Regions from separate parts of the Mus musculus genome. Here regions 1, 2, 3, 4, 6 and 7 are each linked to region 5. The links are chromatin contacts, called in public Hi-C, HiChIP or PLAC-seq and Micro-C maps. All regions are on one chromosome and are shown on one strand. The core of a region is the stretch at or near the end of the contact, and the rest is flanking DNA. Distances in the headings are between cores, read along the strand shown.

Region 1 (2,700 bases), core at 98-2,597, 450 kb before region 5:
GATGAAGACTGAACCCAAGGGACCAGGCAAGTTCTCCAACAGATGAGCTACTTCTTCAGCCTAAATATTATTATTATTTTTTTTTAATAATGGCTTACTGTTTTCCAAGCTATCCTGGAACTCCTGGAGGCCAGGTGGTGTGGCCTCTTCTGAGGCCTGGGCTTGCTCAGTTCTTGGAAACAGAGATTTATGTCTAGTCTCCTGAACTGCCAATGTGAAGCCTGTCATGGAGTCAGCCTGTCTCAGTTATACAGAACAAAGCAAGTAAGCTTCTAGATGTATCCAGTAGGAGTAGGTTAAGGAGGGAGGCTCCAAAGTAAAGGTCAGGCCTTCTCATCCTGGACCATGTATTCTAAGGGCTCCCTCTAGTGATTACAGATATAAACAAGATAAAAAGAACACGGATAGGTGGATGTGGGAGCTTGTATCTGCAACAGTACTCAGTAGGCTGAGGGGGGAGGATTGTCTCAAAGTGAGATTCTATCAAAGGAAAAACAGGAGAAGCCATACATAAAAGTCAGTTTTAGCCAGAGGCTCTGGAGTAACGCAGAGCTTGTGCTATCCTGTGAAAGATGTGTCATGGAACTGCTTTTAAAACCATGAGTCCATTCCCAATCGGCCTTTCCCTTTCTCCTTGCCCCAATAAACCTCTTCGGTAAGATCTGTTGCATCATATGACTTCATAGTGTTCCTTGGCTTCAATCCGCCATGCTGCTGTTCTAAAACTATTATAGTGACCATGTTGTCACTATAATCCCGACCACTGATGTGTTCTAATCATAACTCGCAGTCATATTAATATGGATGATTTTGATGGGTCTACAAAGAATATAGAGATAAGGGCATCCCGTGGCAATTGCACAGATTTATTTATTTCGGTTTTTCCGGCCATATTTGGGACACACAAGGTATTCAAAATGCTTGCCACCCAAATGAACGAATGCTTTCGGAATAGATTTCAAGTTCTGTTTTACGATGCTTCAGAGTACTTGGTGGTGAGCTGCAGCCCAACGCTGTAAGCTTTGGTAAGGCTGGGACCTGAGCTCCCGGCTGTGTCGGCTTTAGAACCGGAACTGAAGAATGTCTGGCTGATCCAGACTACAGGGAGAAAACCATTAAGGGGCAGTATGGCCTCAGATAAACCGACGCAGAAACCTGGGAGAGGGCTGTCCAAAAAGAAGAATAAAAGCCTGGAGGGGTGGGGGGGGTGGGGAGCTACCACCGCAAAGGATGATGGGAAGCGGTAATCGTCTCCTTCCTTCCAACCCGCCCCCGTACTGAGGAGCGCTGACGTCACGCACGCCGCCGGCATGCCCCGCCCCTGGGCTGGCTCACGTAACTGAGGGTGGAGCCACAAAGCGATTTGTGGGAGTCGGAATCATGGCGGGCTTGGTTGACTTCCAGGACGAGGAGCAGGTGAAGTCCTTCCTGGAGAACATGGAGGTGGAGTGTCACTACCAATGCTACCGCGAGAAGGACCCGGAGGGTGAGCGCCAACTGCGCAGCCTGGGACATAGGGGAGGGGAGCGAGCGTGGGGTGCAGTCGTGGTCACGTGGCGGGCCGAGGACGCCTAAGGACCGGGTCAGGGTCACTACGGGCCTGTGGGCGGGAAGTTGTAGTGCATCGGGGGCGGGGCCTGCAGCGGAGGGCGGAGCCCTCAGGCTAGATGCTGTGTAGTCAAGTTTAGGGTGCTAGGACTGGAGGTGTGAGGGTGAAGTAGAACCTCGGTGTACATGTCTTTGAGGGAATCATTTAACATGCAGGAAATAAATGAAATATATGCTAGTAGTAAATGCGAGCCAGAATTGGTTGGCATCTTGCACCTGTAATTCTAGCGTTCGGGAGGCTGAGGAAGGAGGATCACTTAGAACTCAGGAGTTAAGGACTAGCCTGAACTACATAGCAAAACCCGGCCCAAAAAAAGAATTGGAGAGGGAGATTGGAGTGGTGGTCCAGTAATTAGGAGCCCATTTAAAGTTCTAGGAGATCCAATGCCTCTGGCCTCTGCTGCCACCACACCACATGCTCGTATACACACATCCATAATTTAAAATAATAAAAATTAAATCTTTTTTTTTTTGAGACTGTCATTATGTAGCCTTGACTGGCCTAGAACTTACAGTGTAGGCCACGCTAGCCTTGGACTCAGAACTGCTTCCTCTATCTTCTGAGTTTTTGGCATGAGCCACAGGCCTGTTAACAAATTAATAAATTAATTAATTTGTTGAGGTGTTATTCTTTGTGTAGTCCTGACTGTCCTTCTGTTGATCAGGCTAGCCTGAAACTAAGATATCTGCAAGCTTCTGTTTCTCAAGTGCTAGAAGGTGTGGGCTGCCACCATCCAGCACAAAATTTTAAAAAAAAATTTTTTTTTTGTTTTAGTTTTTTCGAGGGAAAAAAAAGTTTTTTTAAGGTAAGTGAAATGTGATAAAAAGAACTGAGTGAAGGGCACTGCCCAATGACATGGCTTTTGAATAAAGCTTTGAAGGAGGAAAGGAACCATTGTAAGTCTTTGCCAGGCAGAGGTAATAAAAGGTCAGAAATTGACTATATTTATTTATTTATTATATGTAAGTACACTGTAGCTGTCTTCAGACACTCCAGAAGAGAGCATCAGATTTCATTACAGATGGTTGTGAGCCACCATGTGGTTGCTGGGATTTGAACTCAGGACCTTTGGAAGAGTAGTCGGTTTCCTT
Region 2 (2,723 bases), core at 72-2,571, 420 kb after region 5:
TGGAGTCTCAGATTCCAAAACTGTAAAATGGGAGCATTAAATGGGAATAATGAATACCTACCTTGCAAATTTATTAAGAGTAAATGAATTAAGGTGCCCACTAGACTACACTAAAAGCTCGAGAAGAGAGGCAGCGTCTACACAGCTGTCGATTCTTGCTGGAATGAAGACCCGCAGGACAGGAACTCAATGATATTTTTAAATGAATGAATAACTATGTGTCCCTACTTCCCTCATCCACACTAACTCTTCTCCCATAATCGTATTTCTTCGTTTTTCTTCTATCATTTTCTAAAGCCTTCAAGACATTCTATATTTTGTCCTTCTGGGTGCTTTTCTTCTTCTCACGGGCTATTATTAACAATACAGCTCAAAGAAAGTGGCCCCGTTAGTAATTTCTCCAACACCGCCCACCTTCCATTTCTAATGCGAAGGAGGTGGAAGAGGCGGTCAGAACATAGGCTCCACAGCATTTCATCTACCTACCCTGGGCCACTAACTCGCGTCAACAACAGCGAAGTCGGTCCTCTCCAGAACACAACTTTCAGGGCAACTGCACCATCTCTTTCTACATCTCCGCAACCAGAAGACTCGCGCAGAGGGAATCCTCTGCTCTCAAAAGTTACGGAGTCCGTTACACTCGTGCCCCGCTGGAAAGAGGGGTGCATCCCCACAGTAGGACAGCCTTGCTGGACAGACTGATGGGATTTCAGAGCCCACGGTGTGGACGCGGGTCACCTTTGGACCTGGCCAGGTTCCTCTGACCACTGCTCCGAGAAGGCAGCGCTCTTCGAGCCCTGGAGGGAAGCTAAGGGGTGCGGCCAGTGCCCGGGCTGGGGACAGGAGAGACGCACAGTGTGGACAGCTAGGCTGACCTGCCACACCGGGACTACGCCCACCCGTACCTCGTCTCAGCGCAGACCCTACCTAGTCACAGAACCACTCCCTGAGACACCCGGCTCGCCCCCGGCCCATAAATCAGCCGGCCGGCGCTGCTCACTGGCTGGGTCCGCATCTCCCTTCTGGTCATTGGCTACCCGCACGCAAAGCCCTCCTCCACAAGGGAACCTCGCGTACGGCGGTCTCTCAGCGGAGCACCCCCGCCCCGGCTCCGCGTAGCTCGCCGTCCCAGCAGCGCGGCCTCAGCCACTCACCGTGTAGTAGGAGAGCAGCCCTGCATTGTAGTCCAGCACGAACCAACGATACTGCCATCCCTTCATCACGTTAGTCCATTTGCTCAGCGGCCCTTCCACGATGGACGCCATCTTGGGAGCCGCCAATGACAACAAACGGCCTGACGTCAGTCGCCTATATGGCATTCGGCATGCAGGGGGCGGGGTCTCCGAGAGCCTAGGCGGGACCAGGGCGTGAGTGGGCGGGGCCAGGTGCGGCTCCTCTGTGCAGCTGGTGGACCCACGCCCCTGGCAATCCTAGTCAAGCATGCTTTGTTTCTTTCTCTCTTCGCCTATTGTGTATAGGGCGGGCTGTTATGGAGGCAGAAAACTGAGAAAGCGAGCGTGAATATTTAGATTATTTATCCAAAACAGGCGTGAAGGTGGATACCTGTAATCCCAGCACTTGGGAGACCAGAGGATCGGTAGTTCAAAGCCAGACTCAGCTAAGTAAGACTGACAAAAAAAAGAAAAGAAAAAAAGGAGAGAAGGAGAAAAGGGGAGTGGGGGGACAGAGAGACGGAGGGGAGGGGGGTTTAGAGGTGGGTGTAAGGGAGGGAGGGAGAGACAGACAGACAGAGAGAATAAGAGAAAAACATCTTCAAGAGGATCTGGAGGGTAGGGGAGCACACAACTGCCTGTAACTCCAGGCCATCAGAACTGAGGGTACCAGCACTTAGGAGCAAATATTCCCACCCCACTCAGACATACTCACTAAAGTACATATAACTAAAACTAAATTTTTTTTTTGTAAGTTCAAGATAATCCTTGACTACATAATGAGTTTGAGAGTAGTGGGTGCTACATAAAACTTTTTTTTAAATTGTAACATAAGTTTTGTTGGGTTTTTTGTTTTTTTTTTTTTTTTTTTTTTTTTTTGGAGACAGAGTCTCTTTTGCAGCCTTGGCTGTTCTGGTATTTGCTATATATAGGTAGACCAGGCTGTCCTCTAACTCACAGAGATCTGTCTGCTTCTGGGCTTGGGTTAAAGGTGAGAGCCACCACACCTGGCCAAAGAATTCTATATTTAAGAACCTAGTGATTGGGAAAGCTGGAGAGATGGCTCATCATCGGGTAAGCACTGACTGCTCTTGCAGAGGTCCTGAGTTCAATTCCCAGCAACCACAGGGTGGCTCACAACCATTTGTAATGAGATCTGATTCCCTCTTCTGGTGTGTCTGAAGACCAACTGTGTACTCACATACATAAAATAAATAAATAAATCTAGAAAAAGAAGGGGAAGAAGAACCCAGTGATCCTCTTTTGGCCTCCCTGGCCCCAGACATGTATGTAGTACACAGATATGCATGCAGGCAAAAAGAACTCATATACTTCTTGTTTTGTTTTGTTGTTTTACTGTAGAGAAAAATCTAGGGCTTTGTGCATGCCAGGAGAACATTCTACCCCTGCTATATTAGTCAGGGATCTTTAGAGTAAAAATACTTACAGAATGAATATATTTGTGTATATATAGAGAGATCGATAGATATACACACACACACAGAGTGGGATTTATTACAGGATGTGATTAAGCAAAGACAACAATGGCTG
Region 3 (2,700 bases), core at 197-2,696, 370 kb before region 5:
AAGCTTACCTAATGTTTCTACACTGTTTTCTCTCTTGAAACTTACAGCACACTGGTCAGGGCAAGGACTCTCAGTGTAATCGAGAACAACAAGGCTATTGAGAATAGTTTTGCCCCTAAAGATACTCTTGCTTGCAAGAAAAGCCTACTGAACCATCCAACTCTGGATGATGGGGTCACAAGTCAGTTAGTGTTCAATAGCAGTCTTCACACCAGGATCTCCAACTCCAACTCAAGAGACAAAAGGTTCTTTGAAGGATTTTTAAAAATTAATTAATTACCTTTTTTTTTTTTTTTTTTTTTTTAAAGATAGGGTCTCACCATGTAGCCCTGGCTTTCTGGATCGCCCAATGTAGATAGACACTAAATTGGTCTTGAACTCACAGACTCTCTTCCTTCAGCATGCTGGGATTAAAGGTGTGTGCTACCATGCTCCTCTCTTGAGAAGATTCTTCATCGCACCAGAGTCTCTGAACTTTACAGTTCAAAGTCTCCCTGGCAGTCAGCCTCATCTAACACCGGTTAGTCTAGCAGTTTGTATCTCTCAAGTACCCGCTGCTGAAATCCCTGGTCCACCCTGACCTTTCTTGTTGTTTTGCTTCTGTGTCTGGACTTGGCCAGCTCTCTCTGTCTGGATTGATCTGTCTTGCTCAAGTTTTATTTAAAAGACCCAATCCTGACACACTTCCTTCTTACTGTGATTCGCCTAGTGAGTAGGGCAGGCCCATTAGCAACTCCATCACAACTGCCCTCTAAGGGGTGGGTCTTAGGAGGATCAAGGATGGGAAGGGTGTATAGGGGGTTCTCTTACAACTTGGATTGCTTTCCACTGTTGTATCTTTGCTCTCAGGGCCTGAGGGTGGATTCTAAGAATCATGAAAAGGTCCATTTTTGATGGTCACTCCCTCCACTGCACATTTGTCTCTCTGCGTTCTCATTGGACCCACTGTTACAGGAGCAGAAGCTGGACTGGACCGGCAAAGGGCCATAAAGGCTAGGGTTTCTTTTCCACTTGGGAGAGGCAAAGCGGAGAGCGGAGGGCATTCACCTTCCGGGTGAGATCCTGAGCCTCGCAGAGCGCAGTCAGCGCGGGTGGCTCCTAAGCTGTGCCACGTAGCCGCAGGCCTGAGTGGGCAAGGGTTTGGGAGCGCCGGTTGCACCGATCTCGCGGCTGGGATGAGCAGGGTGGTGTCCGAGCTGTGGCACACCCGAGAGTAGCATCCCCACGGAGCCCCTCCCTCCCCTCCGCGCCAGGCCCGCAAGGAATCGTCACTCACCGAGCCACGGTACTTCTCCAGCGACACCAGCTTGCCCCGGATGTTGACCGCCTTGAAGTCGTAGAAGTCCTGCTCGGATTGCGCGCAGGCCGCGGCCCACAGGAGCAGCCACGCCGTCGCCACAGCTGCAACCATGGTTCACTCCCGAGGTGGCGACTTGGCGAGGGCAAAGACAAGGCGGAGGGGACCCCGCCGTGTGGGGCGGGAGGAGGCGGCCCGCTGGGCAGGACGCGCCCCCTTCTCAGTCGTCTCTGCAGGCGCAGAGTCCCGGCTCTGGACCTCAGTTTCCCTAGCTGCTCTGCGCTGGTTAGCTTCAGATCGCAGGATCCTGTTTTCTTGAGGCTGAGACCAAAATTCGCTCAAACTCAAGCTCAGGGCGCAGAGACTTAATAGGGAGATAGCGGAGAAAAATCTGTGAGGATTAGCTTCTAGTGCCTGGCCTTAGGCGGATCGCTCCACCACTCTGAGCCCCAGTTTCTTTACGGGAATATTACCTAGTGTAGAATTGGGAGTACTGGACTGTAACGGGAAAGTGCTGGAAAACAATTTGATAGCTGAACGATGCGTACAAACTTTAGGTTAATGGATGTAGTGTTTCCCCAAAGTCAGACAAGTGTGGGAGACAAGTCTGCTGCGGTTTGGATTCCAGCAGTGCATGGGGGTTAGGAGAGCTTGCCTATCTAGTCAGTCACTGGATTATTGCCTCCTTACTGGAGGTGCAGCAGGAGCCAAGAAGGCCCGGTATCTCCAGCAGCTGACAGTTAAAAGCTCTTTGTGGACACAAACGTGGGTAGCAGCTGCAATCTCAAGTTAGTGACAAGAGATCTCAATAGCAAGCTACAGCGTTTCCCAGGCGCAGAAAAACGTCTATGACACCCATAAAGGGCCAAGCATCCGGTGGCGACTTAGTATGAGTTAACACACATTTGGAGTACCTGTTCTATGCCAAGTTCAGCTCTAGCCCCCCACCCCCCACCCCCCACCCCCCACCCCCACCCCCCGTGCAGTGAGGGAAAACATGTGGGCTTCCTATTCAGAGGGAGATAGGACACTAAAAATTTTACAGTTAACTCCAAAACTACAGTTGTGGCCGGTACAGTACCACCTAATAAAGTCGAGGTTGTGTGTGGGCAAACGAAAGGAGGTTTGAACTGAACTCTTGACAAATGAATAGAAATTATTCAGGTAAAAGCAGAAAGTTGTACAAGGCCTCCTGGGAGAGTGAAACATGATACAATGGGCAACAAAGACTAGTTTGGCTGACATGAAAGTACGCTTGGGGGTGGGGGAGGGGAGGTAGTCGTGAGGCCACACAGCCTCCGAGGGCCACAATAAAGTTTACAGGCTTGCCCTACATGATAGCCAATGTCTTTAATCCCAGCATTTGGAGGACAGAGGCGGGCAGATCTCTGAGTTAGTGGGCA
Region 4 (2,813 bases), core at 128-2,627, 500 kb after region 5:
ATACATATATATTAAAAAATCTCTGCCACTGGTGAGCTGAGGGGGGTGGTTAGACTTATGTAAACAGGTCATTAGGAGGTTGTTGCCCTCTTCTAGTAAAGTCAACAAAAGAGTATGAACACTAGTTTGGAGAGACAATACTCTGTCAAGAGGTGGCATTTATGACAAAAAGGAATTTGAGAGGAACCGGGCACTGGTGGCACATTCCTTTAATCTCAGCACTTGGGAGGCTGAGGCAGGCAGATTTCTGAGTTCAAGGCCAGCCTGGTCTACAGAGTGAGTTCCAGGACAGCCAGAGCTATACAGAGAAACCCTGTCTCAAAAAACCAAAACCAAAACCAACCAACCAACCAGACAAAAAAAAAAAAAAGAATTTGAGATGGGACTTTATGCACTCACTGTACCTCTGAACTCCACTGTGGCCCTACACCTGCTTTTTTTTTTTTTTTTTTTTTTTTTTTTTAAATTAAACAGTCTAGGCAGGACAGGGAGCAGGCAAGGCAAGCAGTTCCTTCTTGCTCCCAAGATTTTTACTTTAGAAGGATTTACATGCCTTCTTAATGTGATAGCAGGTAGAAAGATTTGTAATCCAGCTTTCTAGTTAGTTTTTAAACTTCGGGTAAGAGAGTTGTTTTGTTTTGTTTTGTTTTTTCTTTTCGGGGAGGCCCTTTTCTTTTTATTTCAGTCAGGGCCTTACTATGTGTCCTTGAACTCACTATGTAGAGCAGGCTGGCATGGAACTCTCAGAGATTAAAGGTATGTGCCACCATGCCTGGCTGGCTTTCACCATCCTCATTTGTATAACTTCTTTCTGTTTCAAATCCCCTATTCACACAATTTTTTAAAAAAGTATTTAGGCCTGGAGTAGTGGTACATCTCCTTAATCCCAGCACTCTGGAGGCAGAGGGAAGTGGATCTCTGTGAGTTTGAGGCCAGCCTGATCTATACAGTGAGCTTCGGGATAGCCATGGCTACACAGAGAGAGACCTTGTTTTAAACAAACAGCAAACAAACAAAAGCATTTAGTGCAGAATCACACACAATCAGAATTATTTAATGTTATTACTACTAAACCGCTCCTGTCATTACTTAGTACCATTACTTTTTTAGTTCCCACAACCCACCTGGACATGGTTCTAATTTCTCCCCGCACTTTACAGAAAACAGCAGCCCAGGAAGAAGGATGGTGGGTGACCTGCCTAAACTCAGGTCTCTGTGGCGCCGCCTCCGCTGACCGTCCACCCCAGAGCCCTATCCGCACCGGGTTTTCCAGGGAGGCCGGGGTCAGGGCCTGGTTCCGCGGCTCAGACTCCCGCTCCGGGCTTTGCGCGCCGCCACGGCCTGTGAGGCCGGCGGGGCGGGGCGGGGCGGGGCGGCGTGAGGAGGGAAGTTGTCGAAGTTCGGGGAGACGCCCGGCCGCCGGCCTCGCCTACGGCCTGTCCCTCCGCCTCCTTCCCGCCCCGGGCCCCCGTCCGTCCGTCCTTCCTTCCCCTCCCGTGCATGATGGAAACACCATGGCTGCGGCAGCCCAGCTCTCCCTGACACAGGTAACGCCGCCCGCCGGTCGGCCCGGCTCGACCCGCCGGGGTTCCCCGGCCCTCCCTCCCCCCCTCCACCGCTCTGGGGCGCTGGCGCGGCGGCTGCCCTCGGGCCGCACGGTGGGAGCGCGTGTGAGGAGTGCGGGCGCCATCCCGAGTCGGAGCGGGAGCGGCGAGCCGGGGCCGCCGCACCCCCGCCCCGGGTCGCCGGGCTCTCGGCTCCGCCCCGCGCGGCTCCCACCCGGCCGCCGCCCCCGCCGCGGGTCTCCGCGCCGCTCTCCTCCAGGTCCCGTCGGCGCTCACCTTCTCGGCAAGTTTCTCCTCCGGGCCTGACGGCCGCCAGGTGAGCTCCGGTGGGGCTCACGCTAGACAGCGGCCGCGGGCGATGCGAGGCTCGACTTCGGCGGGGCAGGGTTCCCTCAGCTTCGCTCTGCTCCGGTCCGCGGGAGCGACGACTGCCGAGTTCCCCTCAGTTCCCTCAAGTCAGCCTGGCTTCCAGAAGTCGCATCCTGTCCGGGCACTTGACCCACTCACTTCTGCTCAGATCCCCTTGCAGACTTTCCCACCCGCGAGGGCGCCGTCTCTGATCGTCGTCCGAGGGGTCATGGTGCCAGCCTTCTGCAGGTGGGGCGCCTCTTTCCTCCCTGGTGCCCGGAACCACCGGGGAGATAACTTTGTCCTGGGACGATCTCGACCAAAAGCTGTTCTCGGAGTCTGTTCTCGGAGTCTCGCCTCTTTATCATCATCATCATTATTAAAATGTTCTCTTCCTTCAGAGCCCCATCCTCGAGGGATACATCTAAACATCACTCACTTAGGAGAACCTGAGTTCTCCGTTTCTGTAAAACCAAGCGTAGTCATCTCAAGACACCCAGGAGGGATGAGGTACCAAACACCTGCCAGTCCCTTTCATCTTCACTGCCCAGAAGTTTGCCTTCTCCATAGCTGGGGGCTGTGTACTCCCTGGTATAAGCCCACCTCAGCCTATCAGCCTGCCCTGTGATAGCTCCCTGCCATCTTGTCTCCTTGGCCTAGATTTGCCTGTACTTATAAGGTAGGGCATGTGTTTGGGTAATAGATTATTTCTATGTTATGATAAAGAGGTTTTGAGGTGTTTCTTTCCAAGAACTTGGAGATAAAAAAGTATTTTCCCCAGGAGCCAGGGTGGAAATTTTATTTACTTATTTATTTTGAGACAGGGTCTCAAATAGATCAAGCTGGCTTTGAACTCACTATGTAATCAAGAATATCAAGAATGACCTTGATTTTGGATCC
Region 5 (2,731 bases), core at 83-2,582:
CCAATATCTGACGTGTAATGTCAAACTACAATCACTAACTTTTTTTTACATCCTTACCAGAACAAAACAAATCATTTTTCTTGTACAACTGAGTTTATATCCCATTTTCGGCATGTCCTTGCAATTAGGGTAATTAGTATGATTTAAAATCTTCTTGCCATCCGTTCTCTATTTGAGTAAAACATTTTTGTACCAAGGACTGGGGCATTAAAACATTTCCTGTCTCTCTAAAGGTGGAAAAGACATCTTCCTAAAAGATTTTTTTTTTCTTTTTTTAACTGTGAGTAGCTAGGAAACTTAGCATAGCAAAGATGGGATGGGGCTTTCTCCAAAGCAGACCTCGCTCAGAGACAAGATGTAACATAAGGAGGAAAGGATGAGCTAGCGGCAGGTGATGAAATTTCACCTCAAAAAAGGACGCAAAAGGCTGTGTCTCCAGCAAGGGAGGCGTGAATGCTACTCCTGGAGTACCAGGGGCTCCGAGTGCCCCGCACTCTCTGCACCTCAATACTCACCACTCCCCACCCAGGGGGTGGCTCCGCAGGACTCAGTACGCGGAGCAGGCAAGCCAAAGCTGTTTGCAAACAAGCGTCCTCTGCCTCCCTCCGGGATGTGCTCGAAGGGCCCTGGGAAGGAAGGCACGCTCGGCCCCGCCCGGGACAAACGCGAAGGGCACCGGTGCGGCCGCCAGCCCGATCTTCACGTACCCGGCCGCGCCGGAACCCAGGCCCGGCTAAGGGCTTCCCGGCGACTCGGGGCCTAGTCGCCCCCCGCACGCCTTCAATCTCCCGGGGACCCACGGAGAAAGGGCCGAGGCCCCAGAGCTCCGGGGTGCCCGCGGCGGCCGCACTGGCAGGACGCTCCGTCCGCCCGGCCCAATAGCTGGCGCCAGGACCCCTGGGCGGCGCAAGCAGACGAGCCCCGAACCGCAGCGCGCCACACTCACCGCCTCTCCATGGCCCGGGGGTCGTCACTCAGCCGAGAGCCTCGTCCTCAGCGGGGCTCCGCCGCGAAGCCTCGCACTCCTGAGGGGGCTGCGGTCTCAGCGGCCGGGACTGAGGCCCAGCGCCCCTCCAGCCGCCTCAGCCACGCGGGTCCGGGAAAGCGCGGCCGAGCGCGGCCGAGCGCGGCCGGGGGCGCAGCTTACGGCGGGACAACCGAGGCGATGCAGGCAGACGGGCTCGGCGAAGCCTCGGGCGCCGCCGCGGTGGCCGCTTCAGCCGCCCGCGCCGCTGGGCCACAGCGCCCCCTGGACCCCACGTCCCGCTACGGCGCCGGGACTGCGGCGGCCGCACCGGGCACGAGCGGCAGGGAACGCGAGGCAGCGCGGCCTGGGGGTGGCGGGGCCCCGTGCGCCCTGCGCCGCCCGCGGCCCGTGGCCCGCCCCTGACGCGGCTTCCCGGGAGCCGGAAGCTGTCGGCTCCCCCCACACCCCACCCCCGTCAGACCCCAGCACCTTTTTCTTCCCTCCAAGAAGGTATGTGAATGCTTTCGTCACTCGTCTCCGAGAGCGGGAATGTGAGGGAATCTCGGTTCATTTCTCGTGGAGACAGGGGGTCCCTTTTAATTCCCTCAGTGCGTCAGTATGAAAGGAGCGTGACCCAGAACAAATCCCTTTTTTCTTTTCCTAAGCACATGCACAATCCCTTCCCAAAGCAGATAAAGGAATCATCTTTGACCTCAACTTTTTTGGAGCTACTGTGCAGATTCACTACAGAAATGTGCTATAGAATTCCTTAAACCCTATCCTTACCTACAAAGTAGGGGGGAGAAAACAAAAAACAAACAAACAAAACAAAACAAAATTTAAAAAACGCTGACAAAGAGAAGAGAATAACCAACGGGTTGTCCTGAAACCGATAAACAACTTAAAGGTAAGAAAAGACTCATCCTTTTACTAACTTAACCCTGGCCACCACCTCTACCACTTCTGGGTCACCCACCCCTTATCAAATCCTAGATAAAAACTCTGAAAGAAGGAAATTGTTGTGGTTATATTAAAGGCTATGCAGTCATTTTGTTTACAAATGCCTCCTGTTTGATCTTGCCCAGCCTCTAGGATGCTAACATAACGTCACAACTAAAGACTGTCAGAAGGGAAATAGGAAAAAGAAAAAAAAAATTTTAAATCCCCTGGTCCCTCAAATTCCCAAATACTGTGTTTGTTTGGTTGGTTGGTTGGTTGGTTTTGTTTCTGGGAGCTATACTGGAACAAGCAAGGACTTTGGTGTCAGGCAGATCCTGATGCCACTGGTTCCAGTTACATCATGTAGAGTTTTATGACCCTGGCAAGTTATGTAATATTTTTGAACCTCTGTTTTCTCCTGCCTGCCTAGCTGGTTGTGAAGGTTGGGGATGGAAGGACGGGCCTATAGTTCCAATTTTTGTTAATTCCAGAACACCCTAACACTTACTTAGTCATTCTTAATCTGGAGATTGTGCCCATCTGTGTGTGTTTATCCCACCACACTCCCCAACCCCGCTCGTGTGTGTCTGTGTGTGTGTGTGTGTGTGTGTGTGTGCGTGTGCGCGTGTGTGTGTGTGTGTGTGTGTGTGTGTGTGTGTGTGTGTTCCTATCAAAAGGTCATTCTCATCATCCTGGTCTAAGTGAAATTTCCCTGAATTTCACTCGTGCATTTATGTAACATCCTCCTCTGAAGAGGAGAACCTAGTACACTGGATCCTTTGACATTCTACAGCACAGCAGATATCAAAATAGAACCAGCACATT
Region 6 (2,700 bases), core at 196-2,695, 390 kb after region 5:
TCTGCCCATCATCTGCCACAGAAGAAATCTCTTCTTGCAGGGAAATTACCAGCTTTTAAATGAAAGTAGTTTGCCATCTATTCAAACCAACCTGAACACAGAACTTTACACACATCCTCAGTGCACACAGCCACTGCAATGTCTATCCCTCTCCATGTCCCTTCACTACAGACCAGCATTGAGTGTAAGAATCTCTCCCCATGATGAGGACAAGAGGGAGGGACCACACTTTCCGTGCAATCCCCAGATGTCATGTCTCCTTTTCTGTTTTGCAGCCACTCATCAAAGTGCCTTAGCCATCTGGTCTGGATTCTCACCCTTGAGTGCCCAGCCTCCTGTGTGTTCCTTGATTGGGGCATGTACAGCCTTTGGGGCATTCCTAGGAGGGTGAGAAGTCTATCTTGGCTTATTGTATGCTCTAGTGCAGTGTCTGGTATACATTAGGTGCTCAAAAAGCATATCCTGGTGAGACACTGTTGTCCCTTCTGTCCCCTCACTAGCCTGGGTGGAACTCAGGCTGTTACAGGAAGCATAGAGCTGACATCCAGGAAATAAATGCTCCTGGAAATTAATTGGCCACCCTAAGTAAAATCTAGGAGAGGGATTGTAATACATATGTAATACTTGTAGAATAATTGATATTTTCCACTTCCCACCTGTATGAAAAAAAAAAATCAAAACAAGCAGACTCCATGTGACTGTACAATTGTCCTGCTTGAAGCCCCAGACACCTATAACCTCCAAATTTCTAAGCGATGGGAATTCATGTTCAGAAGTGATTGCTGATATTCTGAAGACAGTCTGCTTTTATTTTTGCAAACACAGATAGATAATTTAGGGGGAAAATACCGGGCATGATCAAAGAGTTCCTTACTAATAGGGCAACTAATAAAAGCATTGCTAAGAGAGGCATTCTTAAGCACTTAATAGCCCTTTTATGGAACTATATTTATCTTCTCTCCAAAACAATAAAGACATGATACAAAAACATTCATTAGGTTAGAATACAACCAATGAGATTAGAATGCAAAGCTATTCACATACACACTCTCCTCTCCTCTCCTCTCCTCTTCCCTTCCCTGCCCTCCCTTCCCCTCCTCCCCCATCTCCTTCATCCTTGAGCCGCCTGCATTGTAAAGCAGTTTTTAAAATCACAAGACACAAGGCCAGACAGGCCAATGATGTTGCTTCCATTTGGATTATGAATTACAAAACACTAAAACAACTGGAAGCAATTACACAAATAGCTGAGGAACTGCTCAGGCGAATCAGAATATGGAGCATTCTACAAAATAACCGACGATAAAAAAATAGTCTCACACAAACAATCCAAACACAAGAGCACAGAAAGCACAAAGGAGCAAGGACAGAGAGCAACTCTGAATCCAGAGATCCAGAGTGGGGGCCCGGGCTGCAGCAGTGAAGCTTGCTGGCTCCTGGGTAAGGCACTGGCAGCACACTAGGGACCTGAGCTCCATCCGGCACCACCCCTCTGCGGCTCCTTCTTCAGTAAGCTGTCTCCTTTGCCTGTTAATATCTCCCCGAGCCTGTTGGATTCTTTCTTCAGGAACACAATAATCTGGAACACTCCAGGTGGTGCCCCCTGAACTCTGTTATCGAGACCAGCCCAACTGCTCTCAAGTCTAGGTCTGGATGATCCTCACGAGCTCCAGGCCAGCTTGGGCTACATACGGAGACTGTTTCAAAATAAAGATAAATATGTCAAGCAAACCAGAACAAAATAATCTTGCAGTCCAAAAGCTCCCACCATTCCTGTGGCCCAGCCTGACTTTCCAGCTCCCTGAACCAGCCAGTCCTTCATGCCTAAGGGCTTTGACAGACTGTTCTCTTGCCTGCAGTGCCTGCCCATGTTCCAGGTTCCTTAACAAGCTAATCCTGCTTACCCTCAGGAAATTCTAGCTGAGGCCCTGGACTACATTATAACCATTCCTGCCAAAAAGCCATTTTTAAAAGACAATCTTTCCCTTCATAATATTGTGGGGAAATAAAACTTCCCTGGATTTCTCTGCGTTCTAATCAAAAGCTGTAGAGCATGTCATAATAATTAATTTTTTCATTTTTCTCTGATCTCAAAGAATAACAAATATTTTCTTTCCCAGTGGAGTGTGAAAATTATATCCTGGAATAGGAAAGTCATTTTAAGAGCATGTAAGAACCACTCAGCTCAATGTATTAAATCTGTTGCCCAACAGGGGTTCTGAATCGCTTTAGTCTGAGGCTATGTTTTCTTACTTTAGATGAACTTCAGGATTCCACTTAAGAAGCCATCCATAGGGGCTGGAGAGATGATTTGGAGCCTAAGCGCACGGGTGGCTCTTGCAGAGAGCCTGGGTTCAGTCCCCAGCACCACATGGTGTCTCACAATCACTGTAACTCCACTTCCAGGGACTGAACACCCTCTTCTGGCCTCTATGGGCACTGTACACATCAGGTACTTAAGTGCATGCAAGCATATACATAAAATAAAATTTTTAAAGTTTTTTTTTTTTAAATCTTCAAGGGCCAGCAAGATGGTTCAGTGGGTAAAACTGCTTGCTACAAAAGCCCTACAACTTGACCTAGATCCCTTGGTGGGAGAAGAGAACTGATTCCCAAAAGTAGTCTTCAAGCCTATGCCTTGGACACATCTGCTATACAACACACACATACACACCATTTATAGTAAATAAAATTTTTTAA
Region 7 (2,775 bases), core at 32-2,531, 320 kb before region 5:
AAGAGATCAAGGCAAAGACAGGCGGCTTTCTGAGTTCGAGGCCAGCCTGGGCTACAGAGTCTGGCTTTGACCTGGTGATCATCCTGCCCCAGCTTCCAGAATGCTGATATTACAGCTGTAATCTACCACACCTAACATTCGGTTTTCACTTTCATTTCCTCTTCTGTTCTTTACCTTATCTCTCTGAAGTTTGGACACATTTAAAAATGTTTCAGATGAGGCAACTCTGGATTTTTTATTAGTTTGATAATCGCCCCAAGCTGGAAGGGTTGACTGGCTACCCTCTATCCACAGCTCCTGGGTCTGCTGGAGTCAGAGACAGGGGGAAGGGGATTGTCAGAGCATATTTTCTCCTCTGCAAATGGAAGCCATAGTATCTATTGTCACAAGATCATTATGAAGATTAGGTGGTTAAGTGTATGAAGCCTCCTCAGCTCGATGCCTAGAAGTAAGTTGGCAATGCTTGGTCCCTTCTCACTAAGCTTGTTCAGCTTTGGGGATTCTGACGGACATATCATGTGAGAGGTGTTTAGTTCTGGGATGTAGCAGGAAGTCGATGAACTCTGCAGAGACAATTGCCTCTCTGTAGCCTCTTAGCAGCTCTGGTCTGTGAGTCACAAGAAAATTTGTCATTACCTTGTAAATATTTAAGATTCAGCTGCTTCCCTTTATAAAACCCCACGTTTAGTGCCATACACTTTTTCTGCCTAGTAAATATCCACCTCAAGGACTGCAGTTGTGTGATTTGACCAGCTCTGAGTGAAGTAGGAGACTGGTCAAATAATAATCTCGAGGCTTGAGGGCGGGGGGGGGGGGTGTCATTAAAATAAACTAACAAAGCCTTCTAGTCTTCCATGAGTGTAAATTTAAATGAGAGGAAGCTAACACATTTAAAAAAAAAAAAGGAGGAAGGAGGGAAGCCGTTCTTGGTAGTTGTTTCTATGCCCACCTGAAACTAAAGAAATGGTTTTCGAACTATTTCTCAAGATTTCTCTGCTTTGTTAGTCCTGAGGTGATGCAAAACTGGACTGGATGCAAGGGTGAAGGGGTGGGGGGCTCCCTCCTGCTAGCTGCTCGACAGTGCTCAGAAGTCAGGAATGGTCGCGGAGGATTCAAGAAATGCGTGGGCTGTCGGACAGTGACAAGCCCGAGCCTGCACATCTACGGCCTCTCCCTGGGGCACAGCTAGGCAACCTGCCCCCTTTCCCGCCCGGGGGCCTCAGGCAAGGCGCCCGCAGCCAGGGAGCCTGACGTGAGAAGCGCGACGGTGCACGCGACCCTAAGCTCGCCGGCGTCCTCGCGCCGCTTCCCGGCGTCGGCGTGCTGGACCGCAGGACCCTCTCTCTCTCTTTCTCTCTCCCTGCAGGCCCGCTCCAGCCAGCGAGCCGCGGGTAGCTCCGACCCTTTCCCTCCCTCCCTCCCTTCCTCTCTCCCTCGGGGGCCCGCCCGCCCCCAGCTCGGGCGCCGATCGGAGCCCGCGCGCGCTCGCCCGCTCTCCCTCCTCAGCGCGGGTGTGTGCGCGCCGTCCTCCCACCTCCATCCCCTCCTCATTGTTTCCGGGCGACCGCCACGAGCCCCGGAACGAAGCCCCTCCCCCCACGCCCCCCGGTCTACCCCCTCCTCCGCCGAGGTTTGACGGGTGCTTGGGGGGGATCCCCAGAATTAAAGAAGAGGGAGCCCCTGAACCCAGCTCTGGGAGGCTCTGCTCCCCGCCTCCGAGGCTATCTCCTCCCATCCCAATCGGGATCCCAGGCTGGGGAGAGCCTCCGACTCCCCTCCCCCCTCGGCCGGGCGCCACTCTCCCTCAGCCCCCTCCCCTCAGCGGGTCCTCCTCTTTCTCTCGCTCCCTCCTCCTCCCCCTCCCCGTCCCTTCCCCCCCACAATGCAGTTCGCGGCGCGGCGGACATGGCGGTGGAGTCCTGAGCTCGTCGTGTCCTGGCCTCCATCGGCGGCGGCGACGGCGGCGGCGGCGACGGCGACGGGGGCGGCAGCGGCGGCGGGAGGCGGAGGGGGAGCCGGAGCCTCTGAGATGAGGAGGCGTCGCGCGCGCCTGTAGCTCGCGGGCTTCTCAGGTACGGGGCTGCGGGCCGCCGCGCTGCGCGGGCTGCCGAGGGGGTGTGCTCGGCCGCTGAGCCCGGGGGCCCCCAGCTTGTCCCCTTCAGGTGCGGCGCCTCGCAGGTGTCCGCGCCGCCGGAGCGCGTCTCCGCCGCCCCCTCGGGGCCTGGCACTTCCTCCTGGGCTGGAACTGGCTTCTGGTGTCCCAGGGGAAAGCCGAGGGAAGGAGGGAAGTCGAGAAGGCGGCCTGGGCGGCCTGAGGAGGGCTTTGGGGGGCCGACCTTAGGGAAAGCTGGGGCGCCCGTCCGGCCACCGAAACCTGTTGTAGACGGGGTAGGAGTATCTGAGTTAACGGGATTGGTCTAGCCTTCGCTTAGATCCAGTGCGTGTTTGTCTGTATTGTGTGCCTTTCTTTCACCCTGTGTATGTGTATGTATATATACACTTGTAAACACACACACACACAGCGTGTCCTCCCCGCCATCCCCCGGGCTTGTCCTTGTCGGGAGGGAGCAGAGGTAGGTTTGTGTGGATTTCGTTTCCTGCTCACCCGCCGTCTCTGTCCCCCGCCCCCCAGTCGAGAGGTGCTGGTACTGCGCGCTTTTGACGTGGGTAACTGTGAGATTCGTATTTGTAAACAGACAGCACTTCCCCAGTGTGTCGCACGCCTTCGCAAGTGGTTTCTGATCCTTTTGATATCAGGATTACAAAAGAATGAGG

The links. Hi-C and Micro-C count contacts between places; a contact is called where the count stands out from the background. HiChIP or PLAC-seq counts read pairs in DNA pulled down with a chosen protein or histone mark.
Region 1: a contact with region 5 is called in a Hi-C map of cerebellum, with 2.1 times the contacts expected there. The contact joins the promoter of Coa7 here to the promoter of Zfyve9 in region 5. A contact is called at or near these places in 6 of 39 promoter capture datasets (cranial neural crest, hippocampal neurons, liver and 2 more), 10 of 484 Hi-C or Micro-C datasets (CD4 T cells, the HL-1 cell line, the N1E-115 cell line and 7 more) and 4 of 115 datasets of contacts at active chromatin or transcription factors (astrocytes, embryonic basal ganglia, embryonic forebrain and 1 more).
Region 2: a contact with region 5 is called in a Micro-C map of embryonic stem cells, with 5 times the contacts expected there. The contact joins the promoter of Osbpl9 here to the promoter of Zfyve9 in region 5. A contact is called at or near these places in 5 of 39 promoter capture datasets (the HPC-7 cell line, liver, pre-B cells and 1 more), 2 of 484 Hi-C or Micro-C datasets (Th1 cells and embryonic stem cells), 1 of 115 datasets of contacts at active chromatin or transcription factors (large pre-B cells) and 1 of 9 other capture datasets (liver).
Region 3: a Hi-C map of muscle stem cells shows a contact between it and region 5, with 8 times the contacts expected there. The contact joins the promoter of Gpx7 here to the promoter of Zfyve9 in region 5. A contact is called at or near these places in 1 of 39 promoter capture datasets (liver) and 1 of 484 Hi-C or Micro-C datasets (muscle stem cells).
Region 4: a contact with region 5 is called in an H3K27ac HiChIP or PLAC-seq map of embryonic stem cells, with 7 read pairs. The contact joins the promoter of Eps15 here to the promoter of Zfyve9 in region 5. A contact is called at or near these places in 2 of 39 promoter capture datasets (cranial neural crest and second pharyngeal arch cranial neural crest) and 1 of 115 datasets of contacts at active chromatin or transcription factors (embryonic stem cells).
Region 6: a contact with region 5 is called in an H3K27ac HiChIP or PLAC-seq map of extraembryonic endoderm stem cells, with 2.7 times the contacts expected there. The contact joins the enhancer-like site here to the promoter of Zfyve9 in region 5. A contact is called at or near these places in 5 of 39 promoter capture datasets (the HPC-7 cell line, HPC-7-derived erythroid cells, embryonic stem cells and 2 more), 1 of 115 datasets of contacts at active chromatin or transcription factors (extraembryonic endoderm stem cells) and 2 of 9 other capture datasets (adipose tissue and liver).
Region 7: a Micro-C map of embryonic stem cells shows a contact between it and region 5, with 4 times the contacts expected there. The contact joins the promoter of Tut4 here to the promoter of Zfyve9 in region 5. A contact is called at or near these places in 1 of 39 promoter capture datasets (cranial neural crest), 3 of 484 Hi-C or Micro-C datasets (all in embryonic stem cells) and 1 of 9 other capture datasets (adipose tissue).

Annotation. Positions count from the first base shown.
Region 1 is chr4:108,326,805-108,329,504 of GRCm38.p6, forward strand. It overlaps Coa7 (cytochrome c oxidase assembly factor 7), which reads left to right and starts at 1,348. Exons shown (of 3, transcript NM_027250.4): 1 at 1,348-1,486. The coding sequence starts at 1,381.
Region 2 is chr4:109,200,951-109,203,673 of GRCm38.p6, forward strand. It overlaps Osbpl9 (oxysterol binding protein-like 9), which reads right to left and starts at 1,322. Exons shown (of 24, transcript NM_001368727.1): 1 at 1,155-1,322. The coding sequence starts at 1,265. Gm46867 (a long non-coding RNA gene) reads left to right here and starts at 1,243. Exons shown (of 3, transcript XR_001784406.1): 1 at 1,243-1,299.
Region 3 is chr4:108,405,267-108,407,966 of GRCm38.p6, forward strand. Gpx7 (glutathione peroxidase 7) reads right to left here and starts at 1,447. Exons shown (of 3, transcript NM_024198.3): 1 at 1,277-1,447. The coding sequence starts at 1,411. It overlaps Gm32297 (a long non-coding RNA gene), which reads left to right. Exons shown (of 6, transcript XR_003955247.1): 5 at 309-520; 6 at 850-1,281.
Region 4 is chr4:109,278,898-109,281,710 of GRCm38.p6, forward strand. It overlaps Eps15 (epidermal growth factor receptor pathway substrate 15), which reads left to right and starts at 1,378. Exons shown (of 25, transcript NM_007943.3): 1 at 1,378-1,547. The coding sequence starts at 1,515. Gm40225 (a long non-coding RNA gene) reads right to left here and starts at 1,426. Exons shown (of 3, transcript XR_868003.2): 1 at 1,125-1,426.
Region 5 is chr4:108,779,507-108,782,237 of GRCm38.p6, forward strand. Zfyve9 (zinc finger, FYVE domain containing 9) reads right to left here and starts at 1,333. Exons shown (of 19, transcript NM_001384118.1): 1 at 947-1,333.
Region 6 is chr4:109,172,431-109,175,130 of GRCm38.p6, forward strand. The region is part of intron 1 of Osbpl9 (oxysterol binding protein-like 9); the gene reads right to left. Among named protein-coding and RNA genes, the nearest start is that of Gm46867, 28 kb to the right of the region's middle. Within about 2 kb of position 1,446, at least 60 of the 459 cell types and tissues checked have an H3K27ac peak or open chromatin away from gene starts, as enhancers often do. A contact at or near this core is called in adipose tissue, embryonic stem cells and extraembryonic endoderm stem cells, where this site is marked.
Region 7 is chr4:108,458,129-108,460,903 of GRCm38.p6, forward strand. It overlaps Tut4 (terminal uridylyl transferase 4), which reads left to right and starts at 1,282. Exons shown (of 31, transcript NM_175472.4): 1 at 1,282-1,511; 2 at 1,889-2,072.